Regions from separate parts of the Anas platyrhynchos genome. Here region 2 is linked to region 1. The links are chromatin contacts, called in public Hi-C maps. All regions are on one chromosome and are shown on one strand. Each heading gives the region's core, a stretch centred on a gene start, on an enhancer-like site or on the middle of the called end of the contact. The rest is flanking DNA. Distances are from core to core; before and after follow the strand shown. Region 1 overlaps LOC119716534 (a long non-coding RNA gene). Region 2 holds the start of GALNT2 (polypeptide N-acetylgalactosaminyltransferase 2).

The links. A called contact is a pair of places that touch in the nucleus more often than the background predicts.
Region 2: a Hi-C map of subcutaneous adipose tissue shows a contact between it and region 1, with 1.7 times the contacts expected there. The contact joins the promoter of GALNT2 here to the enhancer-like site in region 1. A contact is called at or near these places in 4 of 8 Hi-C or Micro-C datasets (F1 follicle, liver, skeletal muscle and 1 more).

What each region holds. Positions count from the first base shown.
Region 1 is chr3:44,715,510-44,720,540 of IASCAAS_PekinDuck_T2T, reverse strand. All of the region lies in intron 1 of LOC119716534 (a long non-coding RNA gene), which reads right to left. Among named protein-coding and RNA genes, the nearest start is that of URB2, 27 kb to the right of the region's middle. Within about 2 kb of position 1,695, at least 2 of the 8 cell types and tissues checked have an H3K27ac peak or open chromatin away from gene starts, as enhancers often do.
Region 2 is chr3:44,790,712-44,795,860 of IASCAAS_PekinDuck_T2T, reverse strand. It overlaps GALNT2 (polypeptide N-acetylgalactosaminyltransferase 2), which reads right to left and starts at 2,462. Exons shown (of 16, transcript XM_027454180.3): 1 at 2,233-2,462. The coding sequence starts at 2,343. It overlaps LOC110352849 (a long non-coding RNA gene), which reads right to left. Exons shown (of 6, transcript XR_011808289.1): 6 at 4,670-5,149.

The sequences.
Region 1 (5,031 bases), core at 446-2,945:
CAGGGTAGGCCGGGGTAGGCCTTACCAGCGTGTATTTTCTCTCCCTCCCCCCTCTGGTGCTCGTGGCAAAGCTGTGTGACACGGTGCTTTGGTCCCGATTTGCAGTGCTCCTGCTGCTCCGGCCCTGAACAAAGGCAGCCATTCAGCCCCAGCCGCACAGCGGTTTCATGCTACAGATGAACATCTACCATTGTCGCCAGGACTGCAGCCCAGAGAAATTAGATGCAAATTGTCGTTGTTCCCAAGCACAGATCCCCACTTCTTCAGCCCCAGGAGCCTAACAAACACCCTCTGTGCTCCCCATTTGTTCTCGGCGTATCACCTGCTTGTCAGCTAATGCTCTGCTAGGCTGTGGATTTAGCCATGGGCACAGCCTGGTTGTGTGTAACAGCATAGATACTCTCTTAGGGCTGTAGCTGCGTATGTATTGTGTACAATGGGAATGTTTCAAAATAATTAAAAAAAAAAATAATCTCAACCAGGGGGTCAGCAAGCAACATGGGTAAACGCAGGAGGTTTCCTGTTCGTGAGGGAAAGGCATCGCTGCTTCAAAGCCTGACCATCTACAGCTGCTCCACAGCTGGGGAAAGGCTGATGCTGTGCCTCCAAATCCTGATGCAAGAAATCCTGCATCTCCTGCCACTGCCTCTTGTATCCAGGAATAAGAAGATAGAATTGATCCAGTGAAAGTCAGGCTGAAGCTCAAAGAAAAATTTCCATTGCATTAGTCTTCAAAGGTGGGAAACAACTTGCTGAGGATACTGAGAATGCTCCATCGTTTGGAGCACTTAATCCTAGGACAGAGGAAAACAACACAGAAGGAAAAACCTTTCTGATGGTACAGGTGAGACAGTACCCAGTTTACCAAGACACTTCTAACAAAGCAGAGGCACCCATCCCGTGAGGACCCAGAATACACAGACCCCAGGACCCACAGAGAGCTCTACCATGATCAGCTGGATCTCCTTCAAACACAACCTGAAGTACACCCTACCACAGCGCCCTCTCCTTCTTTTGGCTGGATCACAGATAGTATTGCAACAGTTCAGTCTTGCAATAGCAAGGATGAGCCTCTCAGGCTCCAGTTCAGATAGGTGAGTTGCTATAGCTCACAAAACATAGCTGCTGAGCTGCACTGGCAGGCCGCATACACTCCTGGCCTATCGCAGAAGTGAGATAAAATGTATTTGCTTAAATCATTTTCATTGAGGCTTAAGTAAATACACTTTACTTTGTATTTGGTCACTATGCGCTTGCCCATCTGAGCCTCCAGCTCACAGTGGTTTGTGTTTTCAGACCCACAAATTGCAGGTTGGAGCCTAGATGATGATAGTGCTGAAGGCCATGATGTTTTATCAACACAGGGCACATGACCTGCACAGACCTGTCAGCTAGGCCACCACTTGCATGGTTACATCAGGATTATCAGCACATATCTGATCAGCTCTATCCACCACCAGCCAGCATGTGCCTCTGCACAGCACCAACATTCAGGTCACCAGTTATGCAATTTGTGAGCAATGAGGCAGAGTAATATGTGATATAGAATAGATGAACCTGCAATTGGCTGATGCATAAAATTAGCTTTATTTAAAATGGCCAAATATGGGTTTTCCCCCACATTTAGAAATCTGCACATTAGCTTATTGGCTTCCTCACACACAGAGATTCACTCTCCCAGCACACTGGGGGAAAACTCCATTTCCATGAGTCAGTTCCTGTAGGGAAAGCACAGAGCTGGATACTCCCTTGCCAAAAGGAAATGATTAAAGCCATAAATCAGCCAAAACCATATGGCATCAAACTGTTGGGGTCCATTACCCTCCCTCTGTTAGGGTAGGGCAGGGTTCTTGCAGATGTTGAAAATCTCTTGGCCTCCAAGATGTGGATTAGTCCATTTGTTCAATGCTTAGATGCAGAAACACCCAACCCAAGACAGGAGGAGCAAGATGATCAGCACAGTAGCATGGCTTCATGCAGCTGGCATGTGCAAGAAAAGCTGTCACCAGACTGACAAGTGGCAGGGCTTATGCTTTGCATGATGCTGCAGAAGACCCATGGGAACTGTTGTCACTGGAATCGAAGAAGGTGAGGGCATTTCAGAAGATGTGCATTGAAAACACAAGTTGAAAATATGTGGGACATTTAGAGCAAGTTAAGCGGCTCAGTGATCTGCTATAGAGCCTGCCTTCCCCTCAAGTGCCCTGATGCACCACATTAATTTCTCAATTTAACATCTCAGAAACCTGAGAGCTATTGACACAGTTGCCACATCGTACTGAGGAGCATTTCACACGAAATACCAAGCTACAGCTTTTCTTTTCTTTAACAAACACAATAGCCTGCATTTCTGGAACCCATGGAATGTTGTACAGCAGGCAAAAATTATTTCTGTAATTGGTATGCAAACAGAGGAAGTGCACGAAGGGGTGAAATACTGCAGATGCTGCGATACAGCCCTTCGCAGGGAAGATAAGCGGCCTGCCAGAGATGACCGTGCCCAGCTCCAAAGAGTAGAACCAGGACAAGATAAAGGCTCATGAGCCAAGGTATCCACAAAAGCTGAGCACAAAACCATCTCAAGCTTTGGTCAAAGAGCAACAACAGACATTACCTTGTACAAGGCCACAACACAAGGAGCCCACACTCACCATATCCCAGCTCATGCTGCAGTTGCTAACAGGCCACAGCCACGCAGGGCTCGTGTCCAGTGCTAAACATCTTGACAGGGAAGAGCAGCGTGTCCTGTGGGAATCCAGGGCAAGGAAAGTGGAACCACCCACACCGTAACGCATGCCATGCAGCCTTCAAGAGCTGCTTTTCAAAGCTCGGGAAACCACAGCTCCAGCTAACATCTGTCAGCTGCAAGAAATTAGTCCCTCTGTTACTCACCTGCATTCTGCATCGGCTCTAAAGGAACAGGAAAAAGGGGCTGCCCCTGAACTGCCTTTTTGTTTCAACCTGTCCCACTCTATGCTGCAATTCCCATCCCAGCTGTCTCTCATACCAATAAAATAAAAGCATTCTTGAAATACTAAAAATAGGAACAGCAGGGCAGGCCATGCTTTGAACTGGGCTGCACTGGGAATTTCTACTTCTGCTGTCTGTGTGTGACTTGAACATTTCCTACTGGCTTCAAAACAAAATCCAGAAACATACTTGTGTTTGAATCCCTACAAGTTTCATTTTAAGACTGACTCGAAAGGATGGATTCCCAATCTATCTGGTTCCCAAACAAGTGTTATCATTGCATCTTTAAGCAGGGAAGCCTCAGTGTCTCATTTTCTTCTCATTCACTGAACCAGGGTGAAAGCTCAGTTCTAGCTACAGAGAAGAAGCTGCACAACAAGCCCTACAACCACAAACTTCATTTCACTCCTTTTTTTTCCATTGCACTCTTTTTCTTCCCCTCACTCTGCTGCACAGTCAGAACACTCCCATGCTGCTGCAAGAAAGAGAATCTGTTCTTGTGCCCATGGCCAGGTTTTAAAGCCAAAGTATGCTCTGCCGTCAGAAATACGGCTGCAGCACTTCTGGCTATGCTTTGGCCAGCTTTAATCAAGGTAGCTGTAGTGGCAGCACCTGTGGTGCTAGGGCTATAAGGGCTAAAGCAAAGGTTGCACCCACAGCCAAGGCTATCAGGTAGCCAGGACTGAAGCCTGACTTTTCAGCACTTCAGCATGTGGGACATCAGCTGAGATCTTGTTTGCCTGCTGGTGTTGTGAGTGCCTCCAAGTGACTGAAGTCACTTCTCAGCCTATTTGTTTGTTTCCCCCACTCCTGCAGATGGCAGGCAGGCAGTGGCAAACTCTCCACAGCCAGAAGTGCAGAAGGGAGGAGATGAGCTCCTGTTACAACCAGGCAGGTGGTTAAAAAGGATCCTTCCATTCCTGCCCTGACACGATTTTAAGTCAGCATTTTTTTCCTTCAAGATTTCAGACAAGCTTAGCTTTTTCAGTAAAAAAAAAGATGACGACAAACATGTCTTGGTCTGACAGAGTTTGAGTGAAGCTGTCAAAGTGTCAAATGCACATTAGCCAAAAGAACTCTTACCCTCCAAAAAATTGCTCCATTTGGCAAGCCACTCTCCATCAAAGCAGCACAGGCATACGACTTGAACTTTAAATTAGGCATTAAGATGTATAAGGATAGGGCTGATTGTTTATGTTGTTTAATAAAAATCTACAATCAGACTCATAACATTTATCCTGGATGCCACCAGCTGTAGCATTTTACTCCCTTACTACTTTATGGAGCTCAGTAACTATTTGCGCCTAACTGCAAATTTACATTTGCTGGAACACAGCTCCTAGCTATGTTTTTTTTTTGTGAATTTGTTGTTGTTGTTACATCCTTCTCTACTGTATTAAACAACACTCAAATACCTGGTCTGTTGCCCTACAGAAGTATTTGCATACCAGAACTGAAAAAAACATCTCTTAGTCTCCTTTCTGCAGCGATTCAGTTTATAATTCTGAAGGCTACAGATGATATATAGTAGCTGGCTTCACAGTTTTAAAGTCTTTGCAAGCTTAACCAATAAAATATTAATAGATTTTTCTAATTAAAATTATTGATATCACCCTTGTTTTTCACGGTGTTGATGTTGGTTTAATAACTACTCAGAACACACCTCCTGGCCTGAAGAGCTTAATGTCAAACATTGGGCTTGGTGGAAGACATGCTGCAACTACCCACAGGTTATTGGGCTCACTACAGCCCTAACTATATTAAGCTCAATGGACTGCAATGTGGTACACGAGAGGTCTAGCCAGACGATCTAGTTTGTAGTCCCCCCCTGCTTATAAGCTTCTGGATCTACATAAACAGGACAGGAAGAAGACAGAGGTGAAATCATTTAGCAACCAGCAGAGCACTGCCCAATATACAAATCACTGAACTCACAGTGCAGCACTCAAACCTCTAAATCACAGGGCCTCAGCGCTTTTGTGGGGGTATGCCCTTATTCGGAGCAAACATTTTATGTCCTTCCCCCAACGTTTACTATAATAGTAGGAGCAAAACCAACAT
Region 2 (5,149 bases), core at 1,213-3,712, 75 kb before region 1:
CCTGCACGCTGCAGCATCCAAATAGCTCGAAAGGTTATAAATAGAGAACCAAAATAAGTAGGAGCTTACATTAACTCTGGCGCTCCTCTAATAGGAGAAAGGAAAAAAAAAATAAACCGCTCTTCTCTCTTATTCAGGTGCAATCCTGGAAAAGGGCAAATACCCTCACCTCTTCTAAAGGTAATGGGAATTGATGGCGTTCATCACAAGACTGGATGTCATACCGAGCAAGTCCAGTACGTCTGAAAAACACCCTAGGTCTGTATACGAAAAAAAATCACCCTCATGGAAAAACCATTCTGTTTCCATAACTAGATCTGTAATTAACATGCAAATTACTTATTCGCATAAATGAAGAACTATCCCCTTCTGGCTTCTGTAATTTTATAGACTGAACACGGCAGAGACTCCAATTTATAAAAAGTGATGTTCTTCTGTAAGCAACTCTGTTTTCATTATACTGAAATAGTGGGAAAGTAATAAGGACTACATGAAGTCATACCAACCAAGAAATTTACTACAGCAGGGTTTCTGTTCGTAAGTTTAAGGCGGTTTGTGTTTTTGCTTTATACCAGGGTCTGACACTAAGTTAATAAGCCTTTTATTGAGATTCAAAAGCTATTACATTACACACATCTTCCTCTACTTACAATTGCTAACCTACTCTGAGGCCCAGGATTAAATTTTACGCTTCGCTGACAGAAAATAGAATCCTAAATCAGCAATCCACACGTAATTGTTAATTTCCCCACTTGTTTCTTACGGTCACAGTACCTGTTTTCTTCCTTACCGTGGCCTTACTTCAAACTTCCACATTTTTAAACCTAGCACGGAGCTTCAGTTCAGGCTTATGAAGTAACTCATTTTCTTTAAATTTAATCTTTGCTAAACTTTCCCAGTTACCCACATCAGGAAGGTTTATTAAATTTCAAACAGAATGACGGCAAATAATCCCAAGGAAAGTATCACAGGATCACAGATCTCTTAAATCCGTAAGAAAAGTTGTACTAATAGCAGCAAGAAGCAGCAGCAGGTTCTAGGAGACAAAGTACCAGACTTGTAGCCAGAATAACTGGTTTCCTCTCTATTTTGTTCTCACCTGGTCTTGTAGGTGACCTTGTGCAAATCACTATCCCCACAGCACAGTTTTCCCATCAGAAAAAGCGAATTGAACTCATTTGCAAAGCTGACTGGAAGCTCCCAGGGAAACACACTAGGAGTTAAACATATATTCCCCTATCTGCAGATGTATTTGCCTTAGATAGCATTCCTTTATCCCATTATGCATCACCAGCAGCACAAGATTGCTTTTACTTTCTAAACACACTCGCGTTGTTCTTCAAGAAAGGCTTTAGGCTACTGCCTTACTTCTCATCACGCGCTTGATCCATCTCCACCGCTGCTGTGTCTACTCTGATGGAGCATGTTTAACGCTTACGTTAATAAATTGTGTCAGAAGTTGCTGCTGAGAACGAAAGGGGGAAAACCAGAGCAGCGAGCCAGTTATGAATGAACAGAGACTCCTTCTGCAGACCCTTGCGGGAGTGACTTTGTCCATAATGGTGCAAACATTTCCTCCCATGACTGGCTGCGGGAACCGGTCCTCACCAAAACCCAGCGGGCTTTCACCTGGAATATGAAGTAACTGTGCAAAGCCCTGGTGTGCTACACGCCAGCGGAGCGGAGAAAGGCCGCGTTGGCTACCAGGGGCACGGCGCTCCTCAGCCCGGGTGCACTTTGCCCACTGCCCTGTGCCATGGCGGGGCTCAGCCGGGCGACTCTGAAGATGCAATTTAGCAGCGAGAGGCTTCGCTGCTGCTCCTAGCACACCACAGACGGCGGAACGAGCCTGGTCCGGGGGGGCAGCACACACACACACACACACACACACACACACACACACCAATTACTCCCCGGCAGCAGCAGGCTGGCGGGCAGGGGCAGGAAGCAGCGGGTGCGCGTCCAGCCCCCGGGGCTGTGTACTCAGAGCTCTTCCCGCACGGCCGGGGCGTCACTGACCGAAACACGAGGGGGGAGGGAAAAATAAATAAAAAAAAAAAAGGAGGAAAGAGGAAAAAATGGGGGGGGGGGGTGGGGGACACGGCACGACCCAGCCCTGCCGCGCACCGGCGTAACGAGGGCATGAAGCGTTAAAAAAGGCAATAATTAAAAAAAAATAAGGGCAGGAGGGTGCGAGGAGGGGCAGGGGGCACGCTACCGACTGCCGCTCACCTTCCTGCCGCCGCCGGCCAGCGCGGCGCTGCCGCCCGAGTACATGTAGTAGGCGATGCCCAGCACCCAGAGGAAGGCGAAGCACAGCAGCAGCCGGGACCTGCGCCGCATCCTCCTCCTCTTCTTCCTCTTCCTTCTCCTCCCCGCCCCGGGCCACCAGGAACCGGGCAGCAGCCGCCCGCCGCTCCCGCCGCCCGCCGCCGCCGCGCAGGGTCAGGGGGCAGAGGGCGAGCGCCCGCCCCCCGGCCAATCCCGCGCCGCCCGGCCCCGCGGGGGGCGGCACGGGGCGGGGAGAGGCGGGGCGGGGCGGGGGGAGCGGCGTCGCCATGGTTGCAGCACGCCGGGAAGCCGCCGCCGCCTCGCCCCCCTCTCCCCTCCTCTCCCCTCAGTGTGGGGGTCTCCGGGGTGTTGCCTGGTGGGGCTGCGCTGCTGATGTGGGGTCGCCTGGGTGGTCGTGTCAAAAAGCAGGGCGCAAAAGTCAAAAGGGAAGAGGGTGATGGTTAAAAAGCACCACACGATTAGCACCACGTCATTAACCCTAATGGTTAAGGAACATCACAACTGTATCTGCGGTACCCACTCAAAGCAGAACATCACAGAATCACAGAATTTCTAGGTTGGAAGAGACCTCAAGATCATCGAGTCCCACCTCTGACCTAACACGAACAGTCCCCACTAAACCATATCCCTAAGCTCTACATCTAAACGTCTTTTGAAGACTTCCAGGGATGGTGACTCCACCACTTCCCTGGGCAGCCCATTCCAATGTCTAACAACCCTTTCAGTAAAGAAGTTCTTCCTAACATCTAACCTAAAACTCCCCTGGTGCAACTTTAGCCCATTCTCCCTCGTCCTGTCACCAGGCACATGGGAGAACAGGCCAACCCCCACCTCGCTACAGCCTCCTTTAAGGAACCTGTAGAGAGCAATAAGGTCACTCCTGAGCCTCCTCTTCTCCAGGCTGAACAAGCCCAGCTCCCTCAGCCGCTCCTCGTAGGACTTGTTCTCCAGACCCCTCACCAGCTTCGTCACCCTTCTTTGGACCCGCTCAAGCACCTCGCTGTCCTTCTTGTAGCGAGGGGCCCAAAACTGAACACAGTACTCAAGGTGCGGCCTCACCAGAGCCGAGTACAGGGGGGTACGCCTGAGTTTAAAGCTGTTCTCCACCATCTCACCGTGTTTTCCCAACAAGCTGTTTGATCGCTGCCCGTTTTGACCAAACCCCACCTTTCTGTGCCCCATCTGTCCATGCCAATGCCAGGCCTCCCCCAGTCCATCTGCACCGATGGCTTCTCTACAGATCTGGACTCCAGACCATGCCAGGGTGGTGTCAGCATGGGCCTGGTGCTGGACCCGGTGGCAATTCCGCTGTGTTAGCAGGAAAAAGATCCAGCAGCCCAAAGAAATGGCATCAGGAGCTCACCTGCTCACCAGCATGGTTGCTCTGCTGACAATCCCCCCAGGGAGGTGAGCTGTGAGAGGGCTGGCACGGTCTGGGCAGATGTTGTCTGGTATGCAAAGATTTCGGTGAATAACCACATGCCTTCCTACCTGCCATGGCCCCGACAGAAAGAAGAGATGGACAAAAAGGCAAACAAAGAAATCCGAGAGAAGTACTCCTTCAGGAAGTGCAAAAATAGAGAGATCTTTCTTCAGCACAAATGACTCTTCCAATAAACTCATCTTTGTGATTCTTGGTTCTGGAGGGAGCTGGAGAGAGACACCCAATTTGTGCAAAACACAAGTTTTGGAATCAAACCACTGGCATCTATTGAAGTGAGGTACACTGGAGAGTAAGGGCTGCCAGGAGACACGCAGATGTTCTGGATGAGATTTTTTGATTCATCCAAAGCATGTTTGATGCAAGGGAGCAACAGTAACAGCAAAAGCCTTTGTCTAAAAAGGCACACACACACCACCCCAAAGGCTAAATTTTCATTAGCAACATTTTCTATGTAATTTGGAGCAGGCTCAGCAGCCCAAGACTGTCAACAAGCTGATAAACTCCAGCTTGTTAAGCTCTGCCATCAGCTTTTAGAAGCGGCTTCCTGCTGCTGGGGGACTCCTTCATCAGGCAGATCTGCTGGGGGAGAGGGTGCCCTTCCTCCCATGGCTCCACACAGAAAACATCACACACCCAGCTGTGTAAAGTGCTCATTCTGGAGCCATAATCCCATTTAACCTTACAAATTCTGCAGGCCACTTACTCTTTAAATGCCTCGCAAAGCCTACAGAATCTTTTCTTGCCCTTTACACAGCCTAAAAGATCTTGAAACGGCCTTCAAAGGTCTTCCTGAAGCCTCAGGTATTTTCACTGATTTTAGCAATGTGCTTAGATAGATTTTTCCCTTTCCAGCAAAATTAACCAGCCATGCATGTACAGAAAATCCTTCTGTAGCTGCACACTTCACAAGCTTACCGAAATAATCCACTGCACATGCTCAATCACAGTTTTCAAAGGTCTATAACTCAGCCAAATCAAAACTAATTTCCTCTTGAACAAGCAAAGGCACATCTACTTTAAAGGAAGGCTACTTCCGTGTCAGAGTTCACTTGTCAGCCGTCTGCTGATAAAGTTGCAGAAATGCTCAAGAAAGGCCGTAAGGATCTATTTAGCTGAAAGAACACTTTTTAATTGTTGTTGTCTTTGACTCTTCTGATATTCTGAACTGGCTGAACCAGTTTCGTTCAGATCCTTCCAAAATATTCACATTTGGACAAAGTCCAAAGCCAGAAGATTTCATCCTGAAGTATTTTTATTTCAGAGACCACAGGAAGCACAGAAGTTTAGAATGGAAAATGTTATATAGCTTTAACTCTAGGAAAAGCTGCCTGTTCTGTTACGCCACATTCGCATGCACATACTTCTTTGCCTCAAAAGTCTTAACATGTTTAGTCAGCAAAGCAAAACTGAAAA